4 separate regions of the Sus scrofa genome follow, and regions 2, 3 and 4 are each linked to region 1. The links are chromatin contacts, called in public Hi-C, HiChIP or PLAC-seq and promoter capture Hi-C maps. All regions are on one chromosome and are shown on one strand. The core of a region is the stretch at or near the end of the contact, and the rest is flanking DNA. Distances in the headings are between cores, read along the strand shown. Region 1 holds the start of ACAA2 (acetyl-CoA acyltransferase 2). Region 2 holds the start of MBD1 (methyl-CpG-binding domain protein 1). Region 3 holds the start of SKA1 (spindle and kinetochore-associated protein 1). Region 4 holds the start of CXXC1 (CXXC-type zinc finger protein 1).

Region 1 (5,492 bases), core at 761-3,260:
GAATTCCCACTGTGGCACAATGGGATTGGCAGCATCTCTGCAGCACCAGGATGCAGGTTCCTGGCCTGGCACAGTGGGTTAAAGGATCTGGCACTGATGCAGCTGTGGCATGAGTTGCAACTGCAGCTTGGATCTGCTCCCTGGCCCAGGAACTCCATACGCCACAGGGTGGCCAAAAAAGTAAAAAAAAAAAAAAAAAAGGAGGCTTGATTATCTTTTATCTTATGTCATTAGGTAAATGCAAACTAAAACAATGGGATGCCATCTGACAACTATTACAGTGTCTAAAATCAAAAACACTGGCAACACCAAGTGCTGATGAGCATGTGGAACAAAGGTTCGATCACTGGCCTCACTCAGTGGGTTAAGGATCCAGTGCTGCTGTGAGCTGTGGTAAAGGTCACAGATGTGGCTCGGATCTGGCGTTGCTGTGGCTGTAGTGTAGGCCGGTGGCTACAGCTCCGATTAGACGCCTAGCCTGGGAATTTCCATATGCCGTGGGAGTGGCCCTAGAAATGGCAAAAAGACAAAAAAAAAAATAAAATAAAATAAAATAAAAAATAAAAATAGAGAAATCAACAAAAATACTATTTTCTTTTAAAGAAGATAGCTGATGATAATGCAGCTTTTACATGATTTGGGTTTTTTGCATAACTCATCTAAAAAAGTCAATATGCTGCTTTATTAAATTCAGAGTTGGAAAGAGCACTGAAAAATTAAATCCAATTATAGGAAACATTTTGTTTCGGAAATCCCATTTTTCACTTGCACTGTTCACAGGTCATTTAGGTTTTTCTGAGCCCCAGATACCCCTTTCCAACTGCCTACCTGTCATCTGCACTTGAGCGGCTCAATATTCTCTTCCAAGTTAAGTCTCCTCAGTTTTTCTCACTCTATAAGCAGTACCATCATGAACACAATTCCTCAAACATGAGACCTGAAGTCATTTTTAATATACATAAACTGTTCTATCGGAAGGTTCTTCAAAGGACACAAAATAAGCATGAGCTTTTCTTTTCTTTTGTCTTTCTGGGGCCACACTTTCAGCATATGCCCCCAGACCAGTGGTCAAATTAGAGCTGTAGCTGCCAGCCTACACCACAGCCCCAGAAATGCCAGATCCGAGCAGCCAGCAGCATCTGCTACCTACACCACAGCTCATGGGAACTCCAGATCCTTAACCCACTGAGTGAGGCCAGGGATGGAACCAAGTCCTCATGGATACTAGTCGGGTTCATGTCAGGAACTACAAGGATGAACTTTTAAAATTCCATTTACTGTGACCATTTGTTATGAAAAGCAGAGTTCATATAATTTTTTAAGTTAATAACCATAGGAGTTCCCTGGTGGCCTAATGGATAAGGACTGATCGCTGTCACTACTGTGGCTCGGGTTCCGTCCCTGGCCCAGGAATTTCTGCACGCTCTGGGTGCAGTAAAAAAACAAAAAACAAAAAACAAAAAAACCAAAACTACAGAATTTACGTCTTCAGTGATTTACACGTTTCTGGTTTCTGGAGTCACTCAAAAGAAATGGAAGGGAAAGGGGGATTAGGTCAGGTTCTCCAACAGAACGCTAACAAGCATGTTAGAGGAGACGGTCACTGCGGCAGAAATTTCCTGGACACCCCAAAAAAACATCCATACTTCCCCCAAGTCTTGCCCACGCCTTGACCAAGGCCGAGCCCACCGGGTTCATCTGAAAGGTACTCCTCTGGCCCCGGCTTACTGAGCAGGCTCCGCCGCCTCCCAGATCGCTGAACCACAGGGTGAGTCACTACCCCGCGGAGACGAAAAATGACCTTCAAGGTCGGAAGTGAGCAAACTGTCCTCTCAACTGGAAGTTGCAGAGGTTACTATAAACAGTGCCTTACAAGTATGTTTTCTCCTGAACCCAAACAATGCTTTCGGCGTTGCATTTCTTCCAAGTCCCCTTTTCTGTGCAGGCGACGCAGATTCCCTCCTAGACCAGACCACAAGGGCCGGAGGCGCTCACCTCGGAGCAGAGCCATGGTGGCTGCAGCGTAGGGTCCTCCTCGATGCAGACCGGCCGCGCGAGGTCCTGCAGACTTTAGGAGCGAGGGGGCGGTGCCAGCAGGGCCGCGCCCCTGCCTTCTCACACATTGGGCACCCAGCCAGTTATCCGCCGCTTTGGAACTCTCAGCCCTCTAAGCGCCATCCCACAGGACTGGGTGGGGGCGGAGGCACTGGGACTAGGGTCCTCGTGAGCGGATTTTTCCCTCACATCGTTTTTAGGACTTTATCTCTGTGTGGTTTTTTTTTTTTTTTTTTAGGGCCACAGCCACGTCATACGGAAGTTCCCGGGCTAGGGGGTCCAATCCGAGTTGCAGCTGCCGGCCTATCCACAGTCACAGCAACACTAGATCCTAGCCCCATTTGCTATCTATAGATCCTTAACCCACTGAGTGTGCGAGGCCAGGAATGAACCTTATCTTCATGGGCACTAGTCAGGTTCATTTCCTCAACGGAAACTCCCATTCTCTATTCCCCCAGGGGGAAAAAAAAAATAATTTGACTCTACCCTATCCATTCTCTTCCCAGCCTTTATAAACCTGCCCCACCTTCCGCAAAAGCTGAAGATCAGTTGGTGCGGCGCTGCCGGAAGTCGAATGGGCGGAGCGTGGAAGATGGCGAGGGGGGATTGGCTAAGCCCATTTTGCAGGTTGGGTAGGCCACTGCCCAGACCGCTGGCAAAGGCCTAGGCCTCTGGGCGGGGGAGGGGAAATAGGTCCCGGGAGGGGGCGGGGAGGTTTGCGCCCTAGGAGTGTAGCGACTGTTTTAGGGCGGAGGCGCCCCCTGTTCCACTTTGCAGGCCCCGAATGAAGCCGCAGTATTTTCCTTATATGATTGGGCCCCATGGCTTGGCAGCGCTGCTGCTGGCCTGGAGCCTGAGAGGATTATAATACGTGACTGGCGAGGTGGGGGCCGGGAACGGGGGTTGGGGGGAAGAGGAGGGGCAGCTGGTTAGGCTAGGGATGAGGGAGGTTAGGGATGCCTCTGCCGCTGTAACTGTGAGCCCTGGTCGATGATGACGTGACCACTGCGCAATCTGAGATCTGGGAACCAGGTGATGGAGTTTGTGCTGAGAACGATCTGAGACCAGGGTAGCAGGAGGCGATCCGGGCAGAGATGGGGCAGATTCTCAGCGCCAGGGCTTGGAGGCCGGCCAGGCTGCCTCAGGCTTCTGATAAGGGGTGGTGGGAGGCTCTGAGGTTTTCTGAGCCAACAGCGAATGCCTTCTCTTCAAACACTTTCGTGGCCCTGTCACATCGTTTGTTGTTGTGGGTTTTTTTTTTTTTTTTTTGGTTTGTTTGGGTTTGGGGTGTTTTGTTTTTGTTTTTGTTTTTTTTTTTGTTTGGGCCGCCACTCGGCATATGGAAGTTCCTGGGTCAGGGATCAGATCAGAGCTGCTCTAGCGTTTTACACCACTGGCTCCGTGTTGGGTGGGGTATCAAAACTGCATCCCGGCGCTGCAGCAAGAACTCCTATTTTTTTTAACCCAGTGTTGTTATTGTGAAAACTTTCTCGAACTTACAGAAAAGTAGAAAGAAACATAGAAAGAGCAAACACTGGTATATTCACTGACTGTATTCTACCCTTAACATTTTGCCATATTTGCTGTATCATTTCCTCTCTTCTTCCATCAAACCATCTTATTTATTTATTTACGCAGACCTTAGTACACTTCACCCCAGGAATACCTTAGTTCATGTTAGAGGTCAGTATTTGTTTACTCTTTTAAGGGAAAATTTCCATGTGTTCAGGATTGAATTGGATTCTTGTAATCCAAACCACTCAAGGCTTTCAAAATGTAATTAGAACATGTCCATAGTTACAGATGTACATCATTCATTTCCCATCCAACTCCCATTTAGCCATTGTTCCCTTTTTCTCACCAGCTATTGTAATTCGATCCTCTGGTTTATTCCTTTTCTTTTTCTGTTTCTTTCATTTGAGCAAATCCAGGAAATTGACAGTCATCGATTCAATACAGAAATTCTAAGATTATTAACATTGTATTTATTTATTTATTTATTTATTTTTGTCTTTCTGTCTTTTTAGGGTCACACCCACGGCATATTCTAGAGGATGAGCAGAGAGTGATAGTAAAATAAAACTGCCACATTTGGGAACTGTTTGTCCAGCATTGAAACAAGCACTTATGAACGCCGTTTATAATTTTTACACTCAGGCAATATGAGAATTGTACAAAACAGAAAAACATAATTCACATAACATCAGACAAATCCAAATTGAGGGACATTTTGCAACTCCATGAAATAGGTAGGGGTTTTTCCTTTCTCTCTCTCTCTTTTTTTTTTTTTTTTTTTGAACTATGACAACATTTTATTTTATTTATTTATTTTTTGCTTCTTAGGCCTGCACCTGTGGCATCTAGAAGTTCCCACCTCAGGGTTATATCTGAACTGCAGCTGCCAGCCTATGCCACAGCCACAGCAACATGGGATCTAAGGCACATCTGTGATTTGCACCACAGCTCACAGCAACACCAGATCCTTAACCCACTAAGCAAGGCCAGGGATTGAACCTGCATCCTCATGGATATTGGGATCTTAACCCAGTGAACCACAACAGGAACTCAACATTTTAGTTTTTCTAAAAAATATTTTATTGAGGTAGAGTTGATTTACAATGTTGTGTTAATTTCTACTGCATAGCAAAGTGATTTAATTAAAAATATATATTATTTTTCACATTCTTTTCCATTATAGTTTATTACAAGATATTGAATATAGTTCCCATTATAGTTTATTATAAGATATTGAGTGGGGCTCTTGAGTGTAGTCCCAACAAGTAGGGGCTTGTTGTTTATCCATCCTATATATATATAGGTTTGCATATATAATGGTTTGCATCTGCTAATCTTAAACTGTACCACAGCAGGAGCTCCTGTGTCATATTTTAGATTCCATTTATAAGTGATGTCATATTTTTCTCTCTCTGTTTCACCTCATTAGTATGATAATATCTAGGTCCATCCATGTTCCTGCAGATGGCATTATTTCATTCTTTTTTATGGCTGAGTAGTAGTCCATTGTGTGTATATACACACCACATATTCTTTATCCATTCATCAGGGCATTTATGTTCTTTCTATGTTGTGGCTATTGTAAATAGTGTGGCTATGAACATAGGGGTGTGTATATCTTTTTGAATTGTAGTTTTGTCTGGATATATGCCTAGGAGTGGGATTGCTGGATCATATGGCAACTCTAATTTTAGTTTGTTTGTTTTTTTTTTTCTTTTTAGGGCCACAGTTATGGCTTGTGGAGGTTCCCAGGCTAGGGGTCTAATCCGAGCCATAGCTGCCGGCCTACACCACAGCCACAGCAATGCCAGATCCGAGCCATGTCTGGGACCTACACCACAGCTGGCAGCAACACCGGATCCTTAACCCACTGAGCAAGGCCAGGAATCAATCCTGCATCTTCATGGTTCTGAATCAGGTTC
Region 2 (5,942 bases), core at 242-2,741, 610 kb after region 1:
AGGGCCGGGCAGTCCAGCCAGTCCTCAGCCATGGGGGCCACAGGAAGGAACGGCGGCCTGCAACATGGAGGGGGCAGTGGGAGAAACTGAGGCTCTAGGAAGGGACATGCTGTGCCCCAGGACACACAAATGTGTGGTGGCATCAATTAATGCTTGTTTAAAACCTAAGACCTGTCACAAGCAACTGGACAATATAAGGAAGAGAAAAACCCCCATCGCCACTCCATTCTTTCCTGTCCTGGGCCCAGCAGCTTGTGTCATTCATCCCCCTTCTTGATCTGGTAGCCCCATCCTCAACTCAAGGGTCCCTACCCTCAATGCATTCCTCACTTTCAGGGTCCTAATCCCCATCCCTCCCCATCCTCAGCCTGAGAGACCTCATTCCTCCCATTCTCAGTCCAAGAGGCCCCCACAGGACTCCTCCTCAGACTAAAGTCCCAGTACTCTACCTCGGTGTCCTGACCTCCCATTTATTCCCTTCCTTGACCCAAGAGTCACTAATTTCTCTCTTGCAATCCTTTATCCTTCCCATTCCTTCCCTCTATGCTGTCCTCTTATCCTGCTGCCTTGGTGTTATTGCCTCAATTTCTTCTGTGTCCTATGCCAGAGAGTCCCCCAAATTCTCCACATTTTTGACCTGAATAACCCTTCATTCCTTCTGTTCCTCAAACTGAAAGACTTCCCCACCTTACTTTCCCTTTGTCAGTGTTCTGAGACTCAAGTCCTTCCCAAGCCCCCAAACCTCCCTATTTCCATCTTCCAAAGCTAAAAAGTTCCCTTCAGCGTCCTCATCCTCTATTCCTCTCATCAGCCTGAGAAACCCTGATTTCTCCCTTCAGCATTCTGAACTCCCCACCCCTCTTCCTCTTGGTCCAGATCATGCCATCCCTAACTGTCAGTGTTCTGACCCCCTATCTCTCATCATCCTCTATAGGAGAACCCCGTCCCTCCCTTTCAGCATTCCAAAGCCCCATTTTCCCTCGTTATTAGCCTGAAGATCCCTCTTTTCTCCCCTTCAGCGTTCTAAACCCCCATTTCTCTTTCCTTAACCTGAGAGGCCCCGATATGTCCCGCTCAGCGTTCGGATCCTCCCCTTTTCCTCTCCGTCCTCGTCCAAGATCCGACACTTCCACCTGTCAGCCTTCTGAGCCCCATTCCTCCCCGTCCTCCGCCTAAATCTCCCCATTACTCCCTTTCAATATTCCGACGCCGCCATTCCTCCTACACATCGGCCTGAGGGCCCTTCATTGCTCTCGATCAGCGTTCTGAGCCTCAATTCTTCCCCATTCCCCGCCTGAGCGATCTTCATTTCCACCCCCACCACTGTCTCACCAGCTCGGCTCCCGGCCGGTACCTTCCGCCGCTCTAGGTTCGCGGACCCATGACGAGGGTCCCGGTTTTGACTCCCGCCCCGTCCAGCTTCCCTTCTTCCTTCTCCACAGCCGCTTCCTCCGAAGCGGTAGCTGTCGCCGCCGCGACCGTTCGTTGCTCCAGGAACCGGAAATCCGCTGCCCACATCTCGGGCTCCGCCCCCCCTGGCGGGACGCCTGCGCGCTAATGCCCTCTGGCGCTGGCCCTTCTATGGGATGCCTCTGCGCCTGCGTGTTGAGTCCTAGCGCAGCGCGCGCCTATTTTAAGGGGACCTGCTGCGCTTGCGTATTGGCATCTATCCCCAGCTCCCGCCTCTTTCGAGACCTGCTAGGCATGCGCACCTGCTTTGCCCTACTTTGCACGACTCGTTTTCGCTTGCTCTCTCCAGTCCCAGCCCAAGAGGACAAGGAAGACTGGGGTTGGTCTTGCCGTCTGTTTTGCTGGCGGCCTCCAACTGGAGTAATGGGAGGGAGCGGAGAAGAAGGCCGGGATTGAGCCGGAGCTCTCTTCTCCCACCTGTTGCCTCTGTCGCGTTTGTGCTCTCAAGTTCCTCCTGTCAAGGAAAAAATAATCAATAGTCGATCTAAAGGAGAAATAGAAAATTTTATTTGAGCCAAGCTGAGAATTATAAACCAGGAGATAGTCTATCAGAAAACTCCGAGACCTATTACGCCTATTAGAAGTCGAAGACACCGGCTTTTTTTTGTTTGTTTGTTTTTGGTCTTTTTGCCATTTTTCTTGGGCCGCTTCTGTGGGATATGGAGGTTCCTAGGCTAGGGGTGGATTCGGAGCTGTAGCCGCTGGCCTATGCCAGAGCCACAGCAATGCGGGATCCGAGCCTCGTCTGCAACCTACACCACAGATCACAGCTACGCGGGATCCTTAACCCACTAAGCAAGGCCAGGGATCGAACCTGCAATCTCATGGTTCCTAGTCGGATTCGTTAACCACTGCATGGGAACTCCCGAATACACCGTTTATGTATATATACACATATATATTTGAGACAAAGGATGAAAAATCAGAATGACCAGGAGTTTCCGTCATGGCGCAGTGGTTAACGAATCTGACTAGAAACCATGAGGTTGTGGGTTCGATCCCTGGCCTTGCTCAGTAGGTTAAGGATCCGGCGTTTTTCTGGCTGTGGCGTAGGCCAGCAGCTACAGCTCTGATTCGACCCCTAGCCTGGGAACCTCCATATGTCACGGGAGCAGCCCTTTCTAGGGCAAAAAGACCAAAAAAAGAAAAAAATCAGAATGACCAGCACCTTACATAAAGCGAAGGTACTGTGGCTGAACCACATTGACTCCGTTTTTTCAGCTCCATTGCAAACTCACAGTCCTAACCCCTCCCCTTTCTGCATGACTGAGCTCTAGCCTACTCACAAGGAATGTACCAGAGCCACAGAAGTTTCCTGACCAACTTCTACACTTGCCTTCATCTGATATGAAAATTGGGAGACCACGTGTTGCTGACGCAGATGGTTAATGATCTGTGAGTAATAATGCTCATAAGACCCCTGAGGGGAGGAAAAAAACTCAGTTCTGAGCATGAACGTTCTTCTCCTTTCGTAGGGAAACTGAAAGCTAACTTGAGTAGGCCCACCAAATCTAACCTGCCTTGCTTGCTTTTAGTTCCATGCTGTTAGCAGATTTTTTTTTTTTTTTTTTTTTTTGTGGTCGCACCAATGACATACGGAATTTCCCAGGCTAGGGGTGGAAGGGAGCTGCAGCTACTGGCCTAGGTCACAGCCACAGCAACACTAGGTCACAGCTCATGGCAATGCTGGATCCTTGACCCACTGAGCAAGACCAGGGATTGAACCCACATCCTCATGGATACTAGTCTTAACCTGCTGAGCCACAATGGGAACTCATGTTAGCTGATTTTAAACTAAATTCCCCCTAGTTTCCAGACATAAGGGTCACTGTAATAATGTTTGCTTATGTTGTTTTTCAGGAAATTAGGTTCCCTTTTTCAGACCAGTTGAAACCACAGACTATCCAATTGGCCTGAGTGTCAGATGGACAATCTTGTAACAGTAGAAGGCCAAAAACTCCACCCTCAGAACATAGTAACACTGCCATTTTCTGAACACATGTCCTATGAAAAGCCATGAAGCGCAACTACACTTGTACAGACCGCTGATTACCTCACTTTTCTTACTTCCCATCACCTTTCCCATGTCTCAGACCATCCCACCTCTTTATACCATAGATATTCCCAAATCCTATCTTTAGGAGGTGCATTTGAGATTCATCTTCTTTCTTGACTGCCTCATGAATAAAACTTTTCTCTGCTACAAACCTCATCATCTCAGCATTTGGCTTGCTACATATCGGGCAAATGAACCTGGCCTGGTAACAGTAATCAGAGTCTATCTTTAGGTTTGACACTTTTAAATTCTATACCTTTTCCAGCAGTGTGTAGTACAGCTATGAATGATTCTGGGTCAAAATCTCACCAACCTTACCTGTATATAAGTTACCCACAATAAAGTTCATAAGTGTACTTTATGGAGTTGCCTGCTGTTTTTTTTTTTTTTTCAGCCTCAAAATATCTCCTCATTTTGGAAGATGTTCAATATCTCCGCATTTGAACAATTGGTGAGCCAGCCAGAAGACCAAAAAATGAAACAGGCATGGGTAAAGAGACTGTGTTGTCAGTGGGGGAAATCCTAGGATGGCCACATAGGAAGATCTAGCCAAGTTTTTGGGACACTTTCAACTGATGCATGAGTATGATGACACACCCAAAATGCCATAGTGTTGCTGGACATTCTAATCAAAGCAGTAAGTAAAGAGAAACTCCTTACCAGGCAAATGGGGCATGGCTGTGTTAGGCAGTCTCCATTGTCTTAGCAGGGATTTATTGTGTTTGCTGTTCTTTATATTGCTGTTGCAGAATAGGCATTCAGGCTACCTCCCAATATCTGGCCCTAGGATATTCAAGGAAGAATGGCAGATAAGATTTTGTGGGCCATATAGGTGTCAGGGGTAGAATGTGTGGCTAAACCACATTGATTCCATTTTTTCAGGTCAATCTTAGGCCTGCAGTCCTAACCCCGTGACTTTCTGTGTACCTGAGCTTTAGCCTACTCACAGGGAATATGGCCAAGCCAGATAAATTCCCTATTAACTTTTACCCTTGTATATATGCATGTATATACCCATATATCTTATATGAAAACTAAAAGAATGGTGTTTTGTTTGTTTGCTGACACAGATGGTTAACAGGCCATGAGGTGCTGCATCCTGTGCAGCAGGGCAATGGGAGATCCTGAAAGAGGAATGGTGCAGTATAACAAAACACATGAGACTCTTTTACAGTTAGAAAGTGGGGGACCAGGAAGCATTCCATTCTGTATAACAAAGGCCCCTAGGCTTTAGCCCACATGACTTTTATTAGAGAAGATGATGTATTTAGGTTAGTGGACAGAAACAGGCACAGGCAGTTTCAAAGTTACCTCCTTGTGAGATTAAAGAAAACTACTAGCTTGAGTTCCTGTCATGTATCAGTGGTTAACGAATCTGACTAGGAACCATGGGGTTGCAGGTTTGATCCCTGACCTCACTCAGTGGGTTAAGGATCTGGCGTTCCCATGGGCTCTGGTGTAGGTTGGAGACACGGCTTGGATCTGGCATGGCTGTGGCTCTGGCATAGGCCAGCAGCTGTAGCTCCGATTAGATGCCTGCCCTGGGAACCTCCATAAGCTGCCAGTGCAACCCTAGAAAGGATAAAAAGACAAAAAGGGACAAAGAAAAGAAAAGAAAACTACTAGCAACAAAGTCACTGGTGCATACATCTAGGACATAATGCAGATGCTTACAGAACAACAAAGTGATCATATAAGTTCCTTATCTTATCTTAGCAGGAGACCTTGTACTTTAGAACTCTATGTCAGCAGAAGTGCTTATCTGGCTTTGCCACCATGAGCATTCCTTGGCTTATTGTGCTTTTGCACATACACCAAGTTTGCCTTCTGCAGAGCTCAGCAGTTCAGTGCTCTCCAACGATGAGGAATAATGGTCATGAGACCCTCAGGGAGAGGAAAAGCCCCAGTTTCAATTGTGTCAACATGCTTTTCCCTTAGTATTATGATTTTATCTTTAACTTTGGCCACTTTAAACTCTTTTCAGCTGTGCAGAATGCAACTATGAATGCACCAAGATTGGTAGGTCATTATTATCACTTACAGGATTAGGAAAAGAAAAACTAATCTTCTAAAAAGTTACATTGCTGGCAACAGAAGAAGGAAAAATGATCTTCATGTTTGAGCAGACATTCCTTCCATTGAGGAGGTTTTGTTAATGTGTAATGCAGATAGACATTGCCCATTAGGGAGGGACCAGTATAAGCACAGAGTACATTATGCTTAAATTTTCTTGGCCTGCCTCAAAACATAAATTTAAGGGGTTCCCATCCTGTTGCATCGGAAATGAATCCAACTAGGAAACTTGAGGTTGTGGGTTCAATCCCTGGCCTCACTCAGTGGGTTAAGGATCTGGCATTGCCATGAGCTATTGTGTATGTCACAGACGCAGCTCAGATCTGGTGTTGCTGTGGCTCTG
Region 3 (5,257 bases), core at 992-3,491, 670 kb after region 1:
TATAACCAAACACACACACACACACACACACACACACACACACACACACACAATTATACAGTTTTATAAGCCAAATAGTCTTTTTTTTTTTCTTGCTTAAATCAGTTTGGATTGAATTTCTGTCATTGCAACTCAAGGAGTCCTGCCAAGTAAACCAGTTCCAGAAAGAAGTAGCAGTGTGATCCAATTGCTCAATTCATATTTTTTCTCCATTTCCCCACCTCTCCTCTTGTATTCAGTGCCTTTATACTTTCTTCTCCCTACTTATTTTCTCCTGGGAGATAAGCTGATAATGTTTGTCCTGGATGCTGCAGGGTGAATTTCTGTTACATTGTTTTTCATAGAATATTGACATTTTAAGCCTGACATTTAGTCCTACAATGAAAGGCTTTGTGTTGAGATTGAAAGAGATTTAAAAAATGTATCAACCAAATAACAATGTGTAAATCTTGTTTGGATTCTAATTCAAACAAACCAACAGTTTTTAAAATAAACAACTTTAAAAAAGTTTCTATCTTTAGGAGGTAGATATGGGAAGGTTTTTGGATGAAAAGATAAAATGTTTGAGGGTATTCCCTGGTGGCCTAGTGGTTAAGGATCTGGGGTTGCCGCTGCTGTGGCTCAGGTCACTGCAGTGGCACAGATTGGATCCCTGGCCCGGGAACTTCCCCATGCCTTGGGTGAGGCCAAAAAACAAAGAACAACAAAACAAAAAAGAACAGAAAAGAAAAAAGTATGCTGTTTGAGATTTGCTTCAAGATACTCCAGTATGCAAGGGGTGTGATGAGAGGAGGAATAGATGAAACAACATTGTGATAAATTAACAATGGTTAAAGCTGGATGATGAGTTGAGGAGGGGGTTCTTTGGACAATTCTAACACCAAATGTTTGAAATTTTCCATAATAAAAGAGGTTTGTTTGTTTTTGGCAGCCCTGCAACTTATGGAGTTTCCAGGGTTAGGGCCACAACTGCTGCAACTCCAGATCCTTAACCTCCTGTGCCTGGTGCCCTTCAAGGTGCAGGTCCGAAACTAGCGCTTCCAGCGATCCGTTGCGCCACAGGAGAACTCTCATAATAAGAAACGTAAAAACAAGGAGAAATGGCCAAGGGAGCTATTCACCTATGCTCTCTCATTCTCCCTTTCCAAAAGAACTCCTATGTTGTTGAGGATGCAATGTAACTGTCCAGATCCAAAAAAAGTTTAATCATTTTTTTTTCTAGTCTCACTTGCAAATGTGAGTGACCAGTAGAAAGCGGAAAGAAGCCGTTGGGTGTGGTTTCCAAGAAAATTCTTTAAAGTTGCTGTTTCAGGTAGTAAGTGAGCCTGTTTGTTACCATTGCCTCTTAAAGAACTGAGAAAGGGAGTTCCCATCGTGGCGCAGTGGTTAACGAATCCGACTAGGAAGCATGAGGTTGCTGTTCGATCCCTGCCCTTGCTCAGTGGGTTAACCATCCGGCGTTTCCGTGAGCTGTGGTGTAGGTCGCAGACGTGGCTCTGGCGTAGGCTGGCAGCTACAGCTCCGATTAGACCCCTAGCCTGGGAACCTCCATCTGCCTCAGGAGTGGCCCAAGAAAAGACAAAAAACAAAACAAAACAAAAAAAACTGAGAAAGGAACTGGCAATTATCTTGCACCACAAGCAACCATAACGCCAGAATGCGTGATGTCAGGGACCGTGGCGCCTAAAGAAGGAAGGATCCTGGATCCTTGATGATGGTGGAACTGCCACACCAGGCCTGGGATGATTTCCCCTTTTTTTCAACAGGGAGAACTAAACTTTTTTCTCGTTTTAAATTTGCATTCGCCCTTACGGAAGCTGTAAACTCCACGAAGGCAGAGAGTCTCTCTGCCTTATAGCTCACAAACTTGGCTGCTTTTTGGAATTAGCTGGGGTTTTTGTTTGTTTGTTTTTAATATTAAGGTTTGGACCCCACTAACAGAGTGAATTCACTGATTTGGGGTACGGCTTAGGCACTGGAATTTGTAAAAACTGCCCCGGTGATTCTAACTTGCAGCCAATTTGGAGACCCGCTGTTTCAGCTCGCGATTTGATTCCCACAACGACTGACTCCTGGCTGGAGCAAGGTCAGGAGTGGGTGATCAACTGAGATCACCTGCTACCGCACGGAGTAGGAAGGGCAGGCGTCCTAGCTCTGTTTCTCGCCAAAGCGGACTCAGCTGAGCTTTTGCCCGCTTCGCCCCCGCCGCCGCCCAGCTTTGGCCCAGGATAAACACGGAAATGCTTGGCGCGCCTCAGCTCGCTGTCCGAGAGCCCTGAAGTGCGCTTGCGCGACTCCGGGTCCCGGCGGGTAGTTTGAATTTCGCTCCGGGAGTTGAGTCTCGCGATTCTGGACTTCCGGCCGAGACTGGAGTGGTCTACACGCTTCGCGACCGCTGTAGGTGGGCTCTTCGCTGCGGGACCCGCGCTAGGTTGGAGCCTAGAGTTGAAGATCTTGCCCTCGGAAAGCGGGCGGAAGGCATTGTTCGGACGGAGGGGGGGGCGCGCGGGGCCGGACCGGGTTGGGCGGAGGAGCAGAGCTTCACTTTACCTCGCTGGGTGAGCTGGGGGGGATGCTGCAGACTTGTCAGCTATCCTCGGAGTGAGCGGATAGATAGTACCTGATTTCTTTCCTTCCCCTCCCTCGTCTCTTTACCCTAAATAGTAAAGTTCCCACCCCCACAGCATAGCAGAAATGTTTACTTGGACCTGTTTCTTTGAACTTAGAATTCTTTAAGATTTTTATGTATTTTGAGTTTTTACAGAAAACATTAAAAAAAATAAATTACCAATACTTTATATATACATAGTGCATTTGTTCCTCTAAATCCTTAAGGAAATGATGCACGCTTATCGCCTGGACCCCGATTTGTAGGACATTAACTACAGAAGGTTCTAGGACAAGTCAATACTGGACTTTGGTTAGAAACTGAATTTTATAGAATTGAAAGAAATTGCTGTTGGACTTCCCGTGTGGCTCACAACAAAGAAATTGCTGTTGAGTTTTTGTACTTTCTCCCCCCAACCCCCCTTTTTTGGCCGCTCCAGTGTCATATGGAATTTCCTGGGCCAGGGATCCACTCAGCCGCAGCTGGATCCTTAACTCACTGCACCACATCAGGAATTCCTATATTCTTTCCGAGAAGTATCTTACTGGATATTTACCATTCTTGGAGTTTCTCTCTCTCTCTCTCTCTTTTTTTTTTTGGTCTTTTTAGGGCCGTACCCACAGCATATGGAGGTTCCCATGCTAGGGGTCTAATGGGAGCTACAGCTGCCGGGCTTCACCACAGCCCAAGCAACGCGGGATCTTCAACCCACTGAGCAGTGCCAGGGATCATACCTGAACCTCATGGTTCCTAGTCGGATTCGTTTCTACTGCGCCACAAAGGGAACTCCCATTCTTGGATTTTTTTGAAAGTGAACTGAAATTTGTCTGGCTTTTTTTTTTTTTTTTTTTTTTAATAAATATGTTTTTTTTCTTCAGCGGCTTAAAGGATGGCCTTGTCAGATCTGGAACAACTGTGCTCACATATTAATGAAAAAATTGGCAATATTAAAAAAACTCTGTCGTTAAGAAATTGTGGTAAGTAAAACAGATTCCACTGGCTTTGTACATAATAAATGCATTTTGATTATTGTGCCACTTTGAGTGATATACCTGATATGTTAGGTGATTTTAAGTTTCTAATAATGATTTTTAAAACACTCCAGCATTGGTATTGTGAATATTACAGTGGATACTAAAATGCAGGTTCCATTGAACAGTGAATTTTCTATTAATTACATTTATTTACTTAATGCTTTTCTGAGACACACACAAGGCAGAATAGTAAGATTTGAAGGTTCTGTAGCATTTTTCTAGTTCTGGAGGCAAATAGAGCTACTAAAAGGCAAAGAAAATCAAAAGTAGGAAAGACCCACAGAGGTAGAATTAGCCCATAGCCCATCTTACAGCCTGCTTTGGAGGAAACTTAGCAATTTATATCCCTAAGAAATAACTAAATGAAAATGAAATCAGTTTTTTACACATCCAGAAATCTGGAGGTTGTAACCATATCCCAAAATATTTTGAAGAGCTGAAAGTGGATAAGGTCATGGAAGTGCAGAAAAATAGAGGATCCACAAGTTGACGTCATGGCTCGGCAGAGGCAAATCTGACTAGGATCCATGAGGACGCAGGTTCGATCCCTGGCCTTGCTCAGTGGGTTAAGAATCCAGTGTTGCCAAGGGCTATGGTGTAGATAGCAGACATGGCTCAGATCTGGTACTGCTGTGGCTGTGGCATAGGTCGGTGGCTGCAGCTCTGATTTGACCCCTATCCTGGAACCTCCATATGCTGCGGGTACAGCCCTAAAAAGACGAAAAAAAAAAAAAAATAGAGAATACTTGTAAAATCTAGAAAAATAGCATTTACAAAAATGCTATAACCCTACCTAGGAGAGCTAAAGATTTATTGATTCGGTAGTTCCCATTGTGGCTCAGTGGTAATGAGCCTGAATATATCCATGAGAATGCAGGTTCAATCCCTGGCCTTGCTAAGTGGGTTAAGGATCTCATGTTGCTGTGAGCTGTGGTATAGGCTGGCCGCTGCAGCTCTAATTCAACCCCTGGTTGGGGAATTTCTGTATGTGGAGGGTGCGACCCTAAAAAAAAAAAAAGATTTATTGATCAGTGGAATTCCATCTGCTGGGAAGATGCTGTTGAACTTTTATTGTAGTTTGTATTAAGAATTGATAATATTAAAAAATTCCAATATGAAATTATAATGTTGGTATGTCCTTTCAAATTTTAGATGTCCTCCTGAGACTTTGATATTTTCCTTCTCTTGTTGTGAACCACTAATAAAGAGCATCATCTGTTTTACAGTTTGGGGCTGAGGGAGTCAATAAAAAGCCCAAAGGGTGGTGGGTTCATCTTTTCAAGGCACCTGGTGTGTAAATGAGGAAACGGAGGCTTAGAAGTCAGGTGACTTGTCCAGGTTCCCCCAGCTGATGGGTAGTTGGTTGGGACTGTGGTTTTTGTATTCGGATTCCCAGTGTAGAACTTGGCTACTGCTATGCCACTTTGACTGAATAACCTAAATAGGACATTTAGATTTTTAATAAGTAGTCTTGTTTAGATTCTCTTACTGAAGACAAGATTACTGTTCGATAGATATAATTTAGAGATCTATGAAACTATCAAACCCTGAATCCAAATCACCCCATCAAAGCATGAGGCCTGGCAAAGGAATCTAACCTATTAGATTACTGAAT
Region 4 (5,863 bases), core at 2,019-4,518, 630 kb after region 1:
CCCCACCCACCCCGCTTCCTGGTTCTCGGCCTCCCTCCCCACCCCAATTCCATTGCCTCCATCACCTTCTTGTCAGACTTTTTCTCCCGACGCTTCACATGCTTCACTTTCACGGCCCTCTTCCGAAGCGCGGGGTCCAGGAATGGGGACTCCTCCGTGTCACTCATCCAGGGCTGCAAGTGAGGCAGGCACTGATTCGCCTGCTCCACTCCTAACTTCCCCACCACCCACTCGGTCCCCAAATCAGCTTTCCATACCCTCTGCCTCCTCTCTCCTCATTATGGACATTCTCTGCTTCTGTAACCTCTACCCTTCCACCATGGGACGCTCTGCCTGCTCACCAGGCCATGGTCATCAAAGGCCCCTGCACAGAAGTCCTGGTACAGGTCAGGGTCCAGTGGGAGATCCTCGTCCGAGAGCGGCTCGGGCGTAGCCGTAGCCTCTGGTGGCTCCTTGACTGCCGAAGATGCCACTGCCCCCTCGTCCTCACGGATGCGCCCCAGCTTCTGCGATGGCTGTGGCTGCTGCTGGGTGGGCAGTGGCCGGCGAGGCCTTGGCAGGGACTCTGAGGGCGTCACTGGCGAGAGCTGCGGGGCAGAATCTCAGGACTGGCCCTGACCGCCCTGCCCGCATGCCCCGCCCGCCCTGGGGGGCTGGACTCACCGAGGAAGGGAAGTACTTGTACGATTCCTGTGCCGGCAGGAGGAAGGCCCAGGTCAGCCCCAGGTGGATGGAGGGTGGCCCTGCCCTTACCCTTTCCACAAGTGCTTGACCCCACCAACTCCCTAAACACACCTGCCCCCCCATCACTAGGACATGCTCAGCCCTGCCCCACCTGCCTTGACATGCTTGACCACCTGGAAACATCTGGTCCTACCCTGCCCAGCTGAGGTTGGGGGCTCCCCTGCTAGCCCAGCACACCTGGTTGCACCCCATTCATCAGGACAGGCCGGGCTCCTCCCCAGCTATCTGTATACAATTATGCCCCACCCCACCCAGCCCACCCGCCCTAGCCTTAATCATCTCTTTCTGAAGACAATGGCCCCCCCAGACCCTGCCCAGCCCTGCCCATGCTCACCCGGGCCCGAAGCTGGCACTGACGCAGCCGGCACTTCTGCCGGATCTTGTTGGGACCCCCGAACTTTTTCATGTCTCGGCAGAAGTCACAGTGGCCACAGTCCTCAGTGCGCCGGCAGGCCTCACACTCGCCACACATGCGGGCTGACCGTTTGATCTGCTGTTGTTGCTGCTGCTGCTGCTGCTGCTGGTGATGCTAGGACGAGGTGCCCAGAACAGAAATTAGGAACCAGAGCAGGGCCTGAGATAGGATCCCCTCACCTATTCCAGACATCAAAGCCACTCACCTGGCTGGGTGGGGCCACCAGGGGCTGTGGAGAGGATTTGTGGGGCGAGGCGGAGCCCCGGGCAAGCATGGCCCCAACCCCTGTCCCCGTCCCTGCCCGGCGCTGCAGGTCCGCTTCCGGGACAGGCCTCTTGCGCCCTCCACCCTCGTCCCGGGGCTCACTGCCATCTCGCTCGTTACTGTCCCGCTCCCGTGACTTCTTGTGCCGATAGCGGATCTCCAGCTTGGGATCCTTCTCTGTGGGACAGAGGATACAGCCAGCATGTGTTGGCACTGGGAGATATGGATGGTCCCAGAAGTCTTTCTTCCCCTTCTCTCCTCTTCTGTCCCACCCACCTGCTCTGTCTTCATACCCCCAGAAGAGCTGCCCCTGCCAGTGGGACTTTCTATCACAGCTCACAATGAAGCCTCCGTTCCAGCTCAGCACAACCAATAATCACTCTGTCCCCAGACACATATCACCGCTCCCCAGGACTCACCTTCCCATAAAGGCTCCTCCTCCTCCCTCGAAGCCCCACTTGCCTGCCCTGTCCATTCCACTCCCTCACCTCGGCACTCGCGACAATACCACTCCCGGATGGCCTTGGCCATCTTCTCAGTGATCCGGATGCAGTCCCCATGAAACCACTCATTGCAGTTGTCACACCCGCTGCAGAAAACAGGGTGAGTGATGGAGATGTGAGGGGTCCTGCCCCATCGGCCTCCCCGCAACCTGGCCAGGTGTCAATCCTGCCCACCTCTCCCCCAGCTCACATCATGAAGCAGTTGATGTCTGGTTTGCGGCAGATGCAGTAGATGGGCGCATTCTCCCCATTCTCTGACTTGCTGTCCTCCCCAGCATCTGGAGGTTCTGGGTCTGAAGCATCCCCCTCCTGTGGGATATCCCCACCATGGCTTCTTAGAGAACCCCCATCATGGCACCTCATCCCTCCAGTACAGTTCCATCAAGGTTCACCACAGACCCCAACACTCTGCCAATAGTCTCATCATGGCTCCTCATCAACCTCTCCACCATAGTCCCCACAGATCACCCCCATGACTCACTTCTGACACCCACTACTCTGCCCCAGACTTCCAATCACTCATCCCACTGATAGCCCATTACTCCACTCTCCCACTCTTGACGGCTAGTTACAAACAACCTACCACTCACCATATTTTGCCCTCCGACATGGCTCCCCACAAATCCCCACCACAGGGTCTCACAGACACCATATGATTTATTCCTCAGCCTTCCCACCTGGGTTCCCCTCAGATGCCCGGTTATTAACCTCGGAGACAGCCCCGCCCCCTGGGTCCCTCCACACGGACTCACACTGCTCACTCCAGACTGCCCAAGACAACTCTTCGCAAGCTTATCATCACTCCGCACAAAGAATCCCCCATCCGGACCCCCAAGGAACTACCACCACGGATCCCCCCTAAACTTCCATTACGGACCCTCATCACAGAACTCCCATGTGGCTTACGCATAAATAAAAAATCTGACCATCAGCCCCCCATCATTCTACCCACAGACTCCTGTTAAGGCTTACCACGGGCCCCCTCCATTCTGCCCAGAGACTCTTCTTACGGTTCACCAAAGACCCCCTATGCGTTTGCCCATGGAACCCGCCGCTTCCAACCCCACTGACCTCGACCGCCGACCCATCCTGGGACCTCGCACTCACCATTTCTCCGCTCCTGGCGAAGCCCCTCACAAACCCCGCCAGAGACCCGCGAACCTACACAGACCGCTCGGCGGCGTCCGCGGCCGTTGCAAAGGCGCCCACAAGCACTTCCGCTTTTAGACGCGCCTCCCAAGCAAGGTACTCCTATTGCGCAGGCCCAGTGCGTCCGCTCCGCGACAAACAAGCAAGTAGCACGCCTAAAAGCCCGGACTGTCTCTCAGGCGCCGCCATCTTGACTACTGAGACCGTACGGTGGCCGCGTCCATAAGTTCGCAAGCAACATGGCCACGCCTATATTTCGCTCTACCGAGGGCGCCGCCACCTTGTCTGCGGGTCCTGTCCGTACAGGACTGTTTGTACGGCCCAGACGTTTAGGCAATATGGTCGCGCCTACTGAGCGATTTCCAAGCAGACGCCGTCATCTTGAAATCCGATTCCGTAAGGTGGCAGAGTCCCTCCGTTCATAGGCAACACATGGCAGCGTCCTAAACGGCTTCTGAGAGGGCGCCGCCATCTTGGCGGTCGATTACGATGCCAGCAGCTGGTACTGTCTAGATGTTCGCAGGCGAAGGGGCAGCTTTGGCAACGTTACCCGATTGAGACGCTCTTATTCAGTCATTTTTCCCTTCCACATGTATTTTAATAATGGGCTCCAGGCATGCTGTGCTTTGCTTTGGGAAGGAAATCAGTCCTGTTGTTACGCCTCCCATATCACCTCTGATGGAAGAAAATTTCGCATATTGGGGACTAATGAAGCCAGCCGGGCTTATACCTGATTTGTCCTGAACTTTATGTGAACTAGAACAGTCAAACATACCTTGTATTTTGCTTTAACCATTATATAAAGAATGTCCACTTTTACAGTAGGGAGAAATGCCTCCCTTCCTATGACACCAATGCTAGATCTTCTTGGAGATTAAAGTACCTGTTCCAGATGTCAAGGTAACGCTCGCTGTCTGTCTATATGCTAATTTGTAACTAGGGTCTGTTGAAACCTTGAAGAAAGGTACCCCTGTCGTGTTTGATGTATTCTCTTTGTTCTGACAGGGTATGAAACTGTGCTGAAAACCATGCTTCTCTGGAGCCCTTACTTCCTTGGTGGAGGCTGCACTCCTGCCCCAGTCCGCAGCTTGGCTCAAATAAAACTCTCTTCAGCGTTCCCTGCTGGCTCAGAGGGTTAAGGATCTGGTGTTGTCACAGCAGCTGCCCTGAGTCGCTGTAGCGGCACAGATTCACTCCCTGGCCAGGGAACTTCCACGTGCCACAATCATAACAACAGCTCTTCTGTTCCTTAGTATAGTTTATTGATTATCTCTGTTGACTCTTCCCACCACTCTTTCCAGCTGTCACTCCTCCTATCAGATGTTAGCCAGGCTTAGCAAGATTAAGCCTCTGGGCCTCTGCAGCAGCCCTCATCCCTCAGAATTAGTCCAGAGAAACCACAGACTGGCAGTAAATGATGATGACCTGACCATGTGTGGTGAGAATGGATGGACCAAAAATTTTAAAGGCTTCATCAAGTCTTCCCCTGACCCTGTGTGACCAGACACAATGAGTTTGTCACTTGGGGTGCTTCACTGATGAACACACCAAGAACTTTCAGTTAAACCGGAAGCATTTATTTCTTATTACTTATGACAAGTAAGGAGACAGGAGATAGCCCTCAAAGCTCTGTCTCCATGGGGGATTTTTAAGCCTAGGAGTAGGCATGATCCTTGTAATAGGCAGAGGTTGCTCTAGGTTGCCCAAAGCTTCAAGCAAGTCTGTTCTTGATTACTTGTTCTCACTGTAGTATCTTGTTTACTAGAATGCATCCTAGCCTTCTTGGAACATCTGGTGTCTGGAACTTTCTGAAACTTAATGGTTAGTTTCTGCAAACCAAACACACTTGGGTTTAACTCTATCCTTTCCCTACTGCTGCATAGCTAACACTGGTGACCACCAGAGTGTAGATTTGCCCAATTCCTGGTGATGTCCACTTCAGTTCTCTTGTTTCATATATGATACAGTGTTCTCTCCTATAAAGTTAATTTTTAATTTTTTAAAAAATGGAAGTGTGTATAATAAAAAAAATCTGCAGATCAGAGAGCTAGGCATCTCCTCAGGGTAATGATGTAATGATCTAACCTGGGCAACCATGGAAATCAAGTGAGATTAAAAAAATGTCAGTACACCCTCCCCTTACCCCACCACTGGATGGGAAAGTTGTGGTCATTGTAAATGGCCACATGTTCACATTCAAAGTCAAAAGTGACTTTGTTGGTTTTGGGTTGAGGAGAGAGAGGTCTGGGAAAAATTAGATTTTTTTTAAGCTTGGCTGAGAATTTTTTTTCTGGATTTCTTGACTCTGGACATAGTAACTTACAGCAACTTGTTTGGTACTCATTTAGATCTGATTTTTTTTCACCTTTCCTAAGAGTTTTTACTTGTGGTCCCCTCAACACAGTCGCAGACACAAAGACACAGGGGCTACAACATGGGTATCTGTGACCCTCTCCTCCTCCCAAAACGGGTTTTTAACCCACTAAACAGAGACTTTCACATCCAGCATAAGACTTGCCTTATTTTTATGTATTAACATTGAATTAATCTTAATTGATTGTAACTTAATTAATATCATTTAATTTTTAATTTAGTTTTTCATTTAATGTATTAACATTTGTATAATTGAATATGTGTTGGAAGGTACTTAGATAAATTTATTTATTTATTTGGCCACAGACATGGCATGTGGAAGTTCCCAGGTCAGGGATTAAACACACGCCGCTGCAGTGACAACACCAATCCTTAACCCACTACACCATAAGAAAACTCTCAAGATAAATTTACT

Evidence for each region. Promoter capture Hi-C pulls out the DNA fragments that hold promoters and counts their contacts. A called contact is a pair of places that touch in the nucleus more often than the background predicts. HiChIP or PLAC-seq counts read pairs in DNA pulled down with a chosen protein or histone mark.
Region 2: an H3K27ac HiChIP or PLAC-seq map of alveolar macrophages shows a contact between it and region 1. The contact joins the promoter of MBD1 here to the promoter of ACAA2 in region 1. A contact is called at or near these places in 1 of 47 Hi-C or Micro-C datasets (skeletal muscle) and 1 of 2 datasets of contacts at active chromatin or transcription factors (alveolar macrophages).
Region 3: a promoter capture Hi-C map of liver shows a contact between it and region 1, with 4 times the contacts expected there. The contact joins the promoter of SKA1 here to the promoter of ACAA2 in region 1. A contact is called at or near these places in 1 of 5 promoter capture datasets (liver) and 1 of 47 Hi-C or Micro-C datasets (liver).
Region 4: a contact with region 1 is called in a Hi-C map of skeletal muscle, with 7 times the contacts expected there. The contact joins the promoter of CXXC1 here to the promoter of ACAA2 in region 1. A contact is called at or near these places in 2 of 5 promoter capture datasets (fetal skeletal muscle and liver) and 1 of 47 Hi-C or Micro-C datasets (skeletal muscle).

What each region holds. Positions count from the first base shown.
Region 1 is chr1:99,308,749-99,314,240 of Sscrofa11.1, forward strand. ACAA2 (acetyl-CoA acyltransferase 2) reads right to left here and starts at 2,011. Exons shown (of 10, transcript NM_001167638.1): 1 at 1,996-2,011. The coding sequence starts at 2,011. LOC102158467 (a long non-coding RNA gene) reads left to right here and starts at 2,586. Exons shown (of 3, transcript XR_002344322.1): 1 at 2,586-2,682; 2 at 4,083-4,304; 3 at 5,292-5,334.
Region 2 is chr1:99,915,837-99,921,778 of Sscrofa11.1, forward strand. It overlaps MBD1 (methyl-CpG-binding domain protein 1), which reads right to left and starts at 1,492. Exons shown (of 24, transcript XR_002344345.1): 1 at 1,355-1,492; 2 at 1-57.
Region 3 is chr1:99,974,113-99,979,369 of Sscrofa11.1, forward strand. It overlaps SKA1 (spindle and kinetochore-associated protein 1), which reads left to right and starts at 2,242. Exons shown (of 7, transcript XM_005654425.3): 1 at 2,242-2,431; 2 at 3,487-3,585. The coding sequence starts at 3,498.
Region 4 is chr1:99,936,857-99,942,719 of Sscrofa11.1, forward strand. CXXC1 (CXXC-type zinc finger protein 1) reads right to left here and starts at 3,269. Exons shown (of 15, transcript XM_003121437.4): 1 at 3,034-3,269; 2 at 2,117-2,235; 3 at 1,912-2,012; 4 at 1,365-1,600; 5 at 1,079-1,273; 6 at 664-690; 7 at 342-587; 8 at 66-173. The coding sequence starts at 3,036.